Linked DNA regions of Mus musculus: region 1 is linked to region 2. The links are chromatin contacts, called in public HiChIP or PLAC-seq maps. All regions are on one chromosome and are shown on one strand. The core of a region is the stretch at or near the end of the contact, and the rest is flanking DNA. Distances in the headings are between cores, read along the strand shown.

Evidence for each region. HiChIP or PLAC-seq counts read pairs in DNA pulled down with a chosen protein or histone mark.
Region 1: an HNF4G HiChIP or PLAC-seq map of pancreatic cancer cells shows a contact between it and region 2. The contact joins two enhancer-like sites. A contact is called at or near these places in 1 of 484 Hi-C or Micro-C datasets (muscle stem cells), 4 of 115 datasets of contacts at active chromatin or transcription factors (embryonic stem cells, microglia and pancreatic cancer cells) and 1 of 9 other capture datasets (embryonic stem cells).

What each region holds. Positions count from the first base shown.
Region 1 is chr11:62,222,010-62,226,768 of GRCm38.p6, reverse strand. Specc1 (sperm antigen with calponin homology and coiled-coil domains 1) reads right to left here. Exons shown (of 15, transcript NM_001281818.1): 15 at 3,756-4,759. Among named protein-coding and RNA genes, the nearest start is that of Adora2b, 25 kb to the left of the region's middle. Within about 2 kb of position 2,623, at least 100 of the 459 cell types and tissues checked have an H3K27ac peak or open chromatin away from gene starts, as enhancers often do. A contact at or near this core is called in pancreatic cancer cells, where this site is marked.
Region 2 is chr11:62,077,377-62,082,582 of GRCm38.p6, reverse strand. All of the region lies in intron 3 of Specc1 (sperm antigen with calponin homology and coiled-coil domains 1), which reads right to left. Among named protein-coding and RNA genes, the nearest start is that of Gm39988, 30 kb to the right of the region's middle. Within about 2 kb of position 1,927, at least 5 of the 459 cell types and tissues checked have an H3K27ac peak or open chromatin away from gene starts, as enhancers often do. A contact at or near this core is called in pancreatic cancer cells, where this site is marked.

The DNA.
Region 1 (4,759 bases), core at 1,374-3,873, 140 kb before region 2:
GCCATAAAAAGGTTTGGTCTTAAAGGGATGGCCAAGAACTTTGGACTAGAGTCTGCACCACTGTCTCGGCTTATAGGCCTTCTTGGGTCTCCAGCTTGCTGGTGGCAGAGTGTGGGACTTGCTACCCTCTAATCACAAGGTCTAGTTTCTTTACAATCCCATTCCATATCTATTTCGCCCTGGTCCTGTTTTTCTAGGGAGCTTTCATATAGCTTGGCAACTATAACTAGGAAAACAAGATTTTACCACTGTTAATGAGAAGAGACAGAGCGATGACTGTGGTATGCATTGCGCACAGATGTTTCGCACATGGTGAGAGACTGTAGATGTGGTGAAGGTGAGTAGGGTTGTGGGATGGGGAGAATCGTTAATACAGTACCTGGATAGCCCCGATCTACCTACATGACTCTAAAATCAGAGTTTCCCTAGCTGCAGAGAGCCAGGGGGAAGATGTAGCCAGGAATAGCAAAAAGAATTTGGTGACGTTCTTCAGTAAGATTTTTCTAGACTACTAAACACATGCCATGAAAAGACATGCTTTTGGTCTTAAAGGGATGGCCAGAAGCTTCAGCACACACTGGCTTTAAGACCAAGAAAGAGGTCACGATTTATGAATGTGGGAAGCTGGGGAAGGCAAGAAAACAGATTGTCACTTAGGGCCTCCCCAAGGGAAGGTCACCCTACCTGCTGAGGTCGTTTTAGTTCCAGGTGTCAGGCAGCTTTCCACAGCTGTAACAAAATACTTAAGAAAATAAACTTAAAAGGAAGAAAGGTTTCAGAGGTTTTCATCCAGTCCCTTGGCCCTATGGTGGGTGGTTCGGCACATCACGGCAAAAGTGTGTGTGGTGCAGGAGGCTTGCCTACCTCATAGCATCGGAAACACAACAGAAAAAAGGGGCCAGGGTATCACTATCTCTGAAGGATACACCCCCAAGGGACTTAACTTCCTCCCACTAGGCCTCACCTCTTAAAGAGGTTGCTGAACATGTCTTTAACCCATTGAGAAATATTCAAGACTCAAAGTATGGCATTCAGCAAATCTTGTGTAGACTGGTATCTAAACTCTCTAACCATAAGACAGCAATCATTGTAGTAATTTGTTACACCAGCAACAAACAATGACTACAAAGACCAGCAGCCTAACAGTCTGTGAGTGGTGTGCTCCCTGGACTCCAGACTAAGGGGAAAATGGAGAATAAGTGTTTCTTTGGGCTTTAAAGACCTAAACTTGGCCCTAAGAAAGCTGGATTAGAAGTCAGGGTGGAAGCTTGGCATCCTCCTTTGTTAGAGATTCTGCTGTGAATGTCTACAAATTCCTTCAAGTGGGCTTATCCCGGCCACACACTTGCCCAGATGGGCTAAATATTAGATGATTTGCAGGAACAGCTGTGTTATACCTCAAAGTTCTAAATACTGATATCACACTCAGGGCCGACTGACCCAACACTGAGCCACCCACAGGATTTCTGAGAGGGACAAAACCACCGTGCTCTCACCTTGGGCCCATGGCTGTAGACAACAAAGGCAGGTGGCCAAAGCCAGGCCTCCTCTTCCCCTTCCCTCAACAAAAGCAACTGGATCTGTGGGCACAGCAGGCTGTGGGCACAGCAGGCAGGTCTGAAAGGCCTCAGCAGTCGGAACAACACATCTTCAATGTCACAGTGAGTTCTCATCCCTGTTGCCTGTTTGGAGGCTCTGGGTGGTGAGGCTTTGCCTTTCTTAGGACGAGGTCCATCTCCAGATGTTTTCCAGGATCAGCCTTGAATGGCAGCCAAGCCTTCTGAGGTCACGTGTAGCAGGAAAACTTTTCCCATGTCCCACTGTCAGTTCTGTCTCATTTTTCAGATACAAGGGAAATGGCCACACTAAGGAGGGATATAAATAGCGGCCCAGATGGACAAATGGGAAGGTTCACAGACCCACTGGCCAACCTTCTAAAGTGTTCTAGGCAAATCTATTTATGGAATTTTTTTTCTTCTTCATGATATAGAAATATCTTACTGAAGCAGGTGAAATAAGCTAAAACGAGTTCATTTAAAGATCCCAGAAGACTCCGAGGGGGAATGTGTTAGGTCTTTTCATTCACGAGACCAGTATATAATACCAGTAAGGAAAGGGAAAGATGAAGGCCTCGGGGAGGTCAGGTTTCAAGTTCTTCCCCGAGCCTTTCCCACTCACCATTAAGCCGCAAAACGCTGGAACAGACCATTCACAAGATGGACCACAGGCTGGATGCTGTGGTATTCATTCCTGGAACTAATTTCCAAGTCAGAAGACAAGTAATTGGCAGCTGGACCAATTCATCAAGCGATCTATATAATCACCACTTATTAGGTTTAGGCATCATGAGCACAGATGTCTACACTTGGCCCTCATGGAGCTCAGATAGAAGTTCATACAGCCCGAGAGCAAAGCCCTTCGCACCTGCAGAGGGAACGTGGCCATGGGCCCAGGGATCTGTACACAGGGCTGTTAGGAGCCTCTCATTTAACTCAGCTAAGCCTGAGCTGTTGCCACTGAAGCTATGGCTTGAATGTATCTCCCCAAAGTTCATGTGCTAGAAGCTTAATGGTTTTTTGGCGGTAACTGGGTATGAGTCATGAGGGCCGGGCTCCCCGTGGTATCATTGGTTTCACAAGGGAAGGCCAAGGGCCAGCATGCTTCCTCTGTTTCCTCATGGCCTCTGCTAAGTCATGCTGTGGCAAGAATACCTTTCCAGACACCAGTGCTGGGCTCTTGGAGGGTCCATACTTCAGAGCTGATGGTAAGCAAACCTCTATTTTTTATAAAGTACGCGGTTTGTAGGATTGTATGTGTTGTGACAACAGAAACCACCCGAGATAGCTGTACGGGAAATCTGGGGTCAGAAAGGAAGATGCCCTGGGGTTCAGTGCTACCAGGTGGCCACTTCAAAACCAGTTTACCCTTCCTGTAAATTGCATGTGCAAAGGTGGCCCACTCATGGAATGCCTACGGATGGTACTTACATCATTCATGTAGAGAGCCAGGTTCATAGGATAGAACCTGTGTGATAAGCTTCCAAAGCCAGCTGCTATGGAGATAATTCCCAAGTGGGGAGACACTGGGCAGCTGTGAAAGGCCTACTATGCACGTGCATGAGCCAGCAGGGATGCACACGTGTACACAGCCCAAGGCAACTGGCACTTAGGATGCACAGGACAATCAGATGTGAAGCAAACAAGACTGGGTATCTCTTGGCACAACTTTTCCTGTCCCTTTAGACTGAGAGGGAAGTGGTAGCCCTGAGGCTGGCCCAATGTTTGTTAAGTCGTATCAGCGACTGTTACCCTGAGCAGTTGTGGAGGTCCTCAGGAAAAGGCCAGGCTGTGGGGCTCACTTGAAAGGAAATAGGAATGAAGATTCTAGGGTGGCCTTCCTCATCTGTGGCTTCCAGGTGCCACTGGCATCTCTACTAATTATATTTTTTTATTTACTTGCCTCTTTAAGCTTGTCATAACTTTCTACAACACTGTGTGTGTTTTCTGGGGTCCAGGCAGCCCACTTCCCATCTTAAGCACATTTGCACAGCTTGGTAGCATCCTGGTGCTGGAATTCATCTGACAGCTTATATCCACAGCAAGACAGCTGCAGATGGGAAGGGCAGAGGCACGACCTGTAGAAGAGCTGCAGGGGAGGCTGGGAAGGGACCGGGAGCATGCAGGGCGATGCTGGCTGTCAGCAGACTCAAAGCAAGTTTGGTGCTTTGAAAAAAATTCGGATAAATGTCACCAGGTGAAAGAACTGAGGCAGAAACAAAATATATTTATTAGAAATATTACACAGCGGCACACCTTACACTTCCATTATGAGCTCTGTTCACCTCGAATAGTATGTCACACTTGGGCAGTGCTTGGTGCTATCTAGTGTGCTCTTGACAGAAAGGAGGCCACAATGTATCAAGTGCATTCAACTAATGTAGTGATAGTCAGTGAGCTACTCAGGGTGTCCCAGAACTCCAACCTCAATCAGAGGGCTAGATGTCCAGGGCCGTAAGTGGGTGCTGGGAACACTTCTCTTCAGATGGCTGGTGGTTCCCGCTTTCATTTGTGTTGGTAGTGGTGCATCTCTAACTGGGATACTTAGAAACTGCTAGATTTGGTGAGTGGGTTTGTCTCTAAGGGTCTCAGTTCTCCATTTCTACTGGCCAGTGAGACTGGCATGTGTCTGGTGCTCGTGGGAGATGGGAAGAGAATACTCCAGATAGTCATTACTGCTAGAAGGCCGATTGCTTTGGGACAGCCCCACTCCCTCTCAGGGTCTCTTTTGCCAGACTAGTACCAAATCCCCAGGCTCAGCTGACTCTCCTGCTTCCATCTCCAGAATAGCTGAAGTCATAGGCAGGGGCACCGTGCTTGGCAGGACATGGCTTTCTCTCTCCCAGCCATGGCTTGAATTCTGGATGCCCTACAAAAGCTGAGGAGCAACTGGATGAAGAATGAGAACTAAGGACAAACTCGGATGCTAAAGTGAGAAGGGACTGAGGAGAGGGCCGTTCCTCGGACCCTGTCCCTGTCGGTGTGGCCTCAGCACTGTCACCTGTCATCAGCTCAGACACCACTCAGCACAGAAAACCACGGGCTTCCCCACATGGTTTAACTTCTCAAGGTCTTGCATTCTGCAGGTCTCTCTTGTGCTTAGCTGAGGGCAGAGGGGAAACACACGGCCATGGAGGCTTTTGACAACCTCCAAATGATAGTTAGTAAAGAAGCACAAGACAAACAAAACCACAGCAAAACCA
Region 2 (5,206 bases), core at 678-3,177:
AATAAAACCTTTCTGAAGAATGGATCTGCCTATTGTTTGTAACCTCATCACTATTTCAATTATTTCCTTAAGTGATCTGTAAAAATAGCTTTCAATGCCTATTGAGTCAAATTTATGAACTTTTTACAAATTCAACTTTTATTATTTATAGTTTTATTACATTATGGTCATGGGGTGGCCAGTAAAAATTCCCTTTAAAACTCTAATGATGCTTTCTTTCTGTATTTAGAACAGATCAACATTTTAACCGTCTATGAACATTCTGGAAAAATGGCTTGTGTATGACCATGGTTAAATTCTTCCAGTGTTTTGTCAGTTAGTATACAGATTAGGATTATGATCTTACAGTATGAAAGGTCTCTCCTCTCATTTGAAAAATTTTGTGACCTGTGTCATTAACTGACTGTTTCTATTATTTCAGTAGAATGACCTTATAAGTCAGATAAAGCCAGGAGAGAATCATAGTTAAATTTTTAAAAATTGCATTGCTTTACTATCAAGAAAGATACTGACTTAAAGATATAGAAAATATACAAAGAATAGGCAATCTGTCCAGTCATAGGTCTTTGGAATTAGGAAGGAAAATATCTGGACAGTGTAAATGCAAAAGAAGTACAAATTAATCAAGTGATGTGCAGATTTGAATGTGGGAGATGAACAGAATAGGCAGGGAATGGTGGCACAAACCTCCCTGGTACAGAAAGGGAGACAGGAACAGGTAGGTCTCTATGAGTTCAAGGTCATCCAGGATCTTGCATATGCCAAGCATATGGTCTTCCACTGAGCCACGCACTTTACCCCTTAGGTTTTAAAAAAATACATCAAGTTTATTAAAAAGTTTAGTATAAAAATATACCAAAAATTTTCAGGTATATGGTATATATAGCACCATGTATATTTTGGTACTAACAATGCATTTAGATCTTTTTTTTCTTTCAGGCAGGGTCTCTTTTTAGGCAGGCCATGGCTGGTCTGGAATTGTTATGTACTTGGAATTACAACTTATATATGACTTGCAGATGAAGCGTGCGAGATATAACCATGAGAATGCATTTAGTTCCTCTGCTTTCACAGAAAGGATTAGTGGCGAACCATGAAAGTTAATCAAAAACAGTAAAGATAAAAAACATTTCGTAGTCTTGTACAGATAATAATGCCTTTGACTTATATCAAAAAATAGAATGAAGCCAGGCACAGCAGTACACATACTTAATCCCAGCATTCGGGAGGCAGAGCAGGCAAATATCTCTTGTGTTCAAGGCCAAACTGGTTTACATAGTGAGTTCAAGGATGGCTGGGCTATATAGGGAGACCCTGTCTAAATAAATAAATAAACAAATAAATAAATAAATAAATAAATAGACCTGGAAGGAAGGAAGGAAGGAAGGAAGGGAGGGAGGGAGGGAGGGAGGGAGGGAGGGAGGAAAGAAGAAAGAAAAAGAAGAAAGAAAGAAAGAAAGAAAGAAAGAAAGAAAGAAAGAAAGAAAGAAAGAAAGAAAGGAAGGAAGGAAGGAAGGAAGGAAGAAAGAAAGAAAGAAAGAAAGAAAGAAAGAAAGAAAGAAAGAAAGAGAGAGGGGGGTGAGAGAGAAGGAGGGAGGAAAGGAGGGAGGGAGGAAGGAAGGAAGGAAGGAAGGAAGGAAGGAAGGATAAAAAAGAATGATAAGCTAAATGGGGCTTGGATTAGCTTAGTTTGTAGTACTCATCATACACAAAGTGCTGGGCTTGATCCTCAGCACTGCAAAAACCCCAGAAGTAGCCTGTGCCTGTAATGCTAGCTTGGGAAGTGAAAGCAGGAGGATCGATTGTAAGTTCTCAGCTCACTTTCTAGGCAGAATTATAAAATTGCACTCCTCCCTCTGGGTCAATACAACTCCAAGCTGGCTGGGCTTGTCCATTGATTTATCCAAATGCCTTTAAACAGTACACAGGCTGTAGCCCTGTGGCAACCTGCCTAGAAATTGAAAGGCTGTTAACTAGACCCTGTAGCAAGTAAGGGGTGTAGCCTTCACCGTGCTCTTTTAATTATAACTGCCCTTGAACATGGAACTTCTGTCTTTAACTTGATCATTTTTCTTTACCAACCTGCAATACCACAAAAAGTTATGATGAACTAACTCAGAAAACCACACACATTTAAGAACCTTGCTGCCAGTATAGATGCCACAGAGCTACAAAAGCAGCCTCTAAGAAACTTGGTTTCTGCCTAAACACTCCTCCAAAAATGAGTAAGAGCATCACTTGAAGAACAGGCTTATCCAACCAGCCCTCTCAAGTCTCAGAAGGGGTCTGAAAGGAGGTCTGAAATACCATTCATTTCCTCTTTATTACATTTATCTGTCTACTTGTGTGTGGTACAGAGGAGGTCAGAAGACAAAAGTGAATAAACTAGTTCCCTCCTTCTTCCATGTGGATTCTAGGGATTGAATTCAAAAGTTAGTAAGACTTGGTATGTAGCACTTTTATCCACCAAGCCATCTCATCCTCGTTTACCCTTTAAATAGAAGGTCCTTGTCCAAACATCTGAGTGAGGTACTGTTGCCAGATAGCCCTAAAGGGACATCACTAAAATCTCTAATTGAGAAAGAATACATCATTCAGATACCACCAGGATCCTAGGATCCCACTTGGCTTTTGACCGTAAAGGCACATCCCCTGCGCCCCAACAGCTTTTGGCCAGTGACCACCAACAGCAGAAGGACTGAGGACTGGTGAGCAGAAAGCTTAAACTTTCTTCTAATAGTCAGCTTTGCTGTAGAACTCATCTACAGGCTAACACTTCATCAGATCAGCATGATTCTGAGGCTCTCCCTGTAACTGCATTTATAATTGGAGGGTTTTCCCTCATCAATTCTGCTTCCTCTTTCTTTGGTCTTACTTCCTGTAATAAACCTCATGCATTCCTGGGTGTCAGCTCCCAAAGGAGACAGTAGAGGAACTTCATGATTCAGACTTAGGTGTTTCTGCCGCTTCTGGCCTCCTATTCCCTCTTACCACTACCCTCATCTCTGCAGAGCTACTTGTTCAGATCGTAGTTCAACGCACCAACTGTACATTCATCCTGAACAGAAGAACTCTACTGCCTAGAATTTCACTGGTAAATTTCACAGCATTTCATGAAGGCAATGCTAAAATCATGTTCATCCTTTCAACCCAGAGTTCAATCTTTAAAGCCTTTACCAAGATTTCCAATCAAGTATCTTTACTTGCAGCAAGTCAGAATATGTGCCCGTTAGAAAAGTATACTCACTTTGAAAACCCACAACAAAGGGCTGGGGCTCGAGCGAATGGTGGAGCATGTGCTTAGCATGTGCACAGCAAGCCCTGAGCTCCACCCGAGCCAAATATTAAGATAAAATAAACCACTGGCATACACATATCTTTTGATCTTCTTGGTCATTAGGAAGCTTTAAAATGTAAGGGCACTTGGAAATTAGAATATCAAACAACTGATCGACAAAAGTAACAGTCTCCTTATAAGTTTTTAACTAAAGGAATGAAGAGTTTCTCACAATTCTTTGGCACTGACAAGTGTTTTTTCAATTTTATATACCCTTTACCTAGTTTATCAATAAGCTAGCTCATGCAAACTTTTCTCCGTAGAATAAACAATAGATTACTCTTACTTTACATTTACTGGTCATTCTGTACCAAGAAGTTCAGATAACTGCTGTGTGAGACCGCTATGTACACTACACAGTAACTCACCCCTAAGATTTTTCTTTTGTCTACCCCTAAGATTCCAGTGTGGCTGTCAAGAATTTTTTTTGTTGTTGTTGGTTGGTTGGTTTGGTTTTTTGTTTTGTTTTGATTTGTTTTGTTTTGTTTTGTTTTGAGACAGGGTTTCTCTGTGTAGCCCTGGCTGTCTTGGAACTCACTTTGTAGACCAGGCTGGCCTCGAACTCAGAAATTCGCCTGCCTCTGCCTTGCGCCACCATGCCCGGCGCTGTCAGAGTTTTGAGTAATGGCGGCTGGTCTAACAGTCCAACGTACCACAAGTGTCAGGAAGGCAATGGCAGCGGTCCAGATCTAAGGACGCCAGGGTGTGAATGAAGGGATATGGTTGGGGTAAAGATGATTGGGGTTGTACATGCAGCACTGCTCTAGATTCAAGGCATAAGTTATTGGAAAGACCATTTCACCTCAGAGCCTCAATACTGTCCTCAAGTTAAAAGTTTCGGCCTTGGTGGTACAGTAGGGAACATAACTGCCTTCCAAGTTAAACACTTTAAAATTACTACTGCTTTGATTTTTTTTTCCTTTTCCAGGGGTGCTGCTTAGAGGCACTCAGACAGAATGTTTGACTCATCAACTTGGGCTTTCCTACAATACCACCTCTAACAAGACTGGGGGCTATTTCGAACCCCCGCTAAGGTCAGAATGGCACCAAAATCAACATGTAAATTCTGGACCAGGAAGAAAGGTTTCTGCTGTGAGACCTAAGTCTAAAACAGACAACGAATCATCTAAAGAGGTTCCATGTGCACAAAGTGAGTGTGTTCATTCTTAAGGAGCAGAAAAACGGAATAATGTTGAATGCACAGGCAAAGTCAGAAGCTAAACAAATGGGAAGCATTTTTTTTTTTTTTTTAGATAATAAAAAGGCTTCGTCTGAAAAAAAAAAATCACTACTACTTTGAAAAGAATTTTAATACTTCTGACTGGTCACCTGCTACCAAATCTTTCCAATAGGCCAAGATGTCATTTTTGCGGCTAAATTAAATCTCGTTTAATTCATGTGACAGTAGTGCTGTTTTGAATACACCGGTTGGTGTTCAGCATCTAAACGTGTGCCTGAGTCCAGTCGAACAACCAAAAGGTGAAAACCGGAACCCAGCTCACTCCCCACCGAGCTCGTTCGTTTCCAAGCAAATAAAAAGTTGATGAACCGAGAAGTTTCTGGCATCCTAGAACAGGTCCAGATTACTTGGGGTCAAGAACAATCACAATCTAGTCCTAGGTCTGAGCGTGAGTAACAAATCAGCTGACGGGTCGCCACCTTCTGTGGGAGTCCAGAAAGTGTGTGCTTCGCAAATGACACACTGCAAAATGGACAAAGAACCAGAAAAGCACTGCCAAGTCACACTTTTCATCTCAGATGCCATCCTAGCTTTCGAGGTGGGACCGGCGGCTGAGGGTGGACCCCGGTCGGCCCGCCGCCGGCAGCGCCCGCCCCGCCCCACCCCGCCTGGCAGCCCAGCCAGCACAG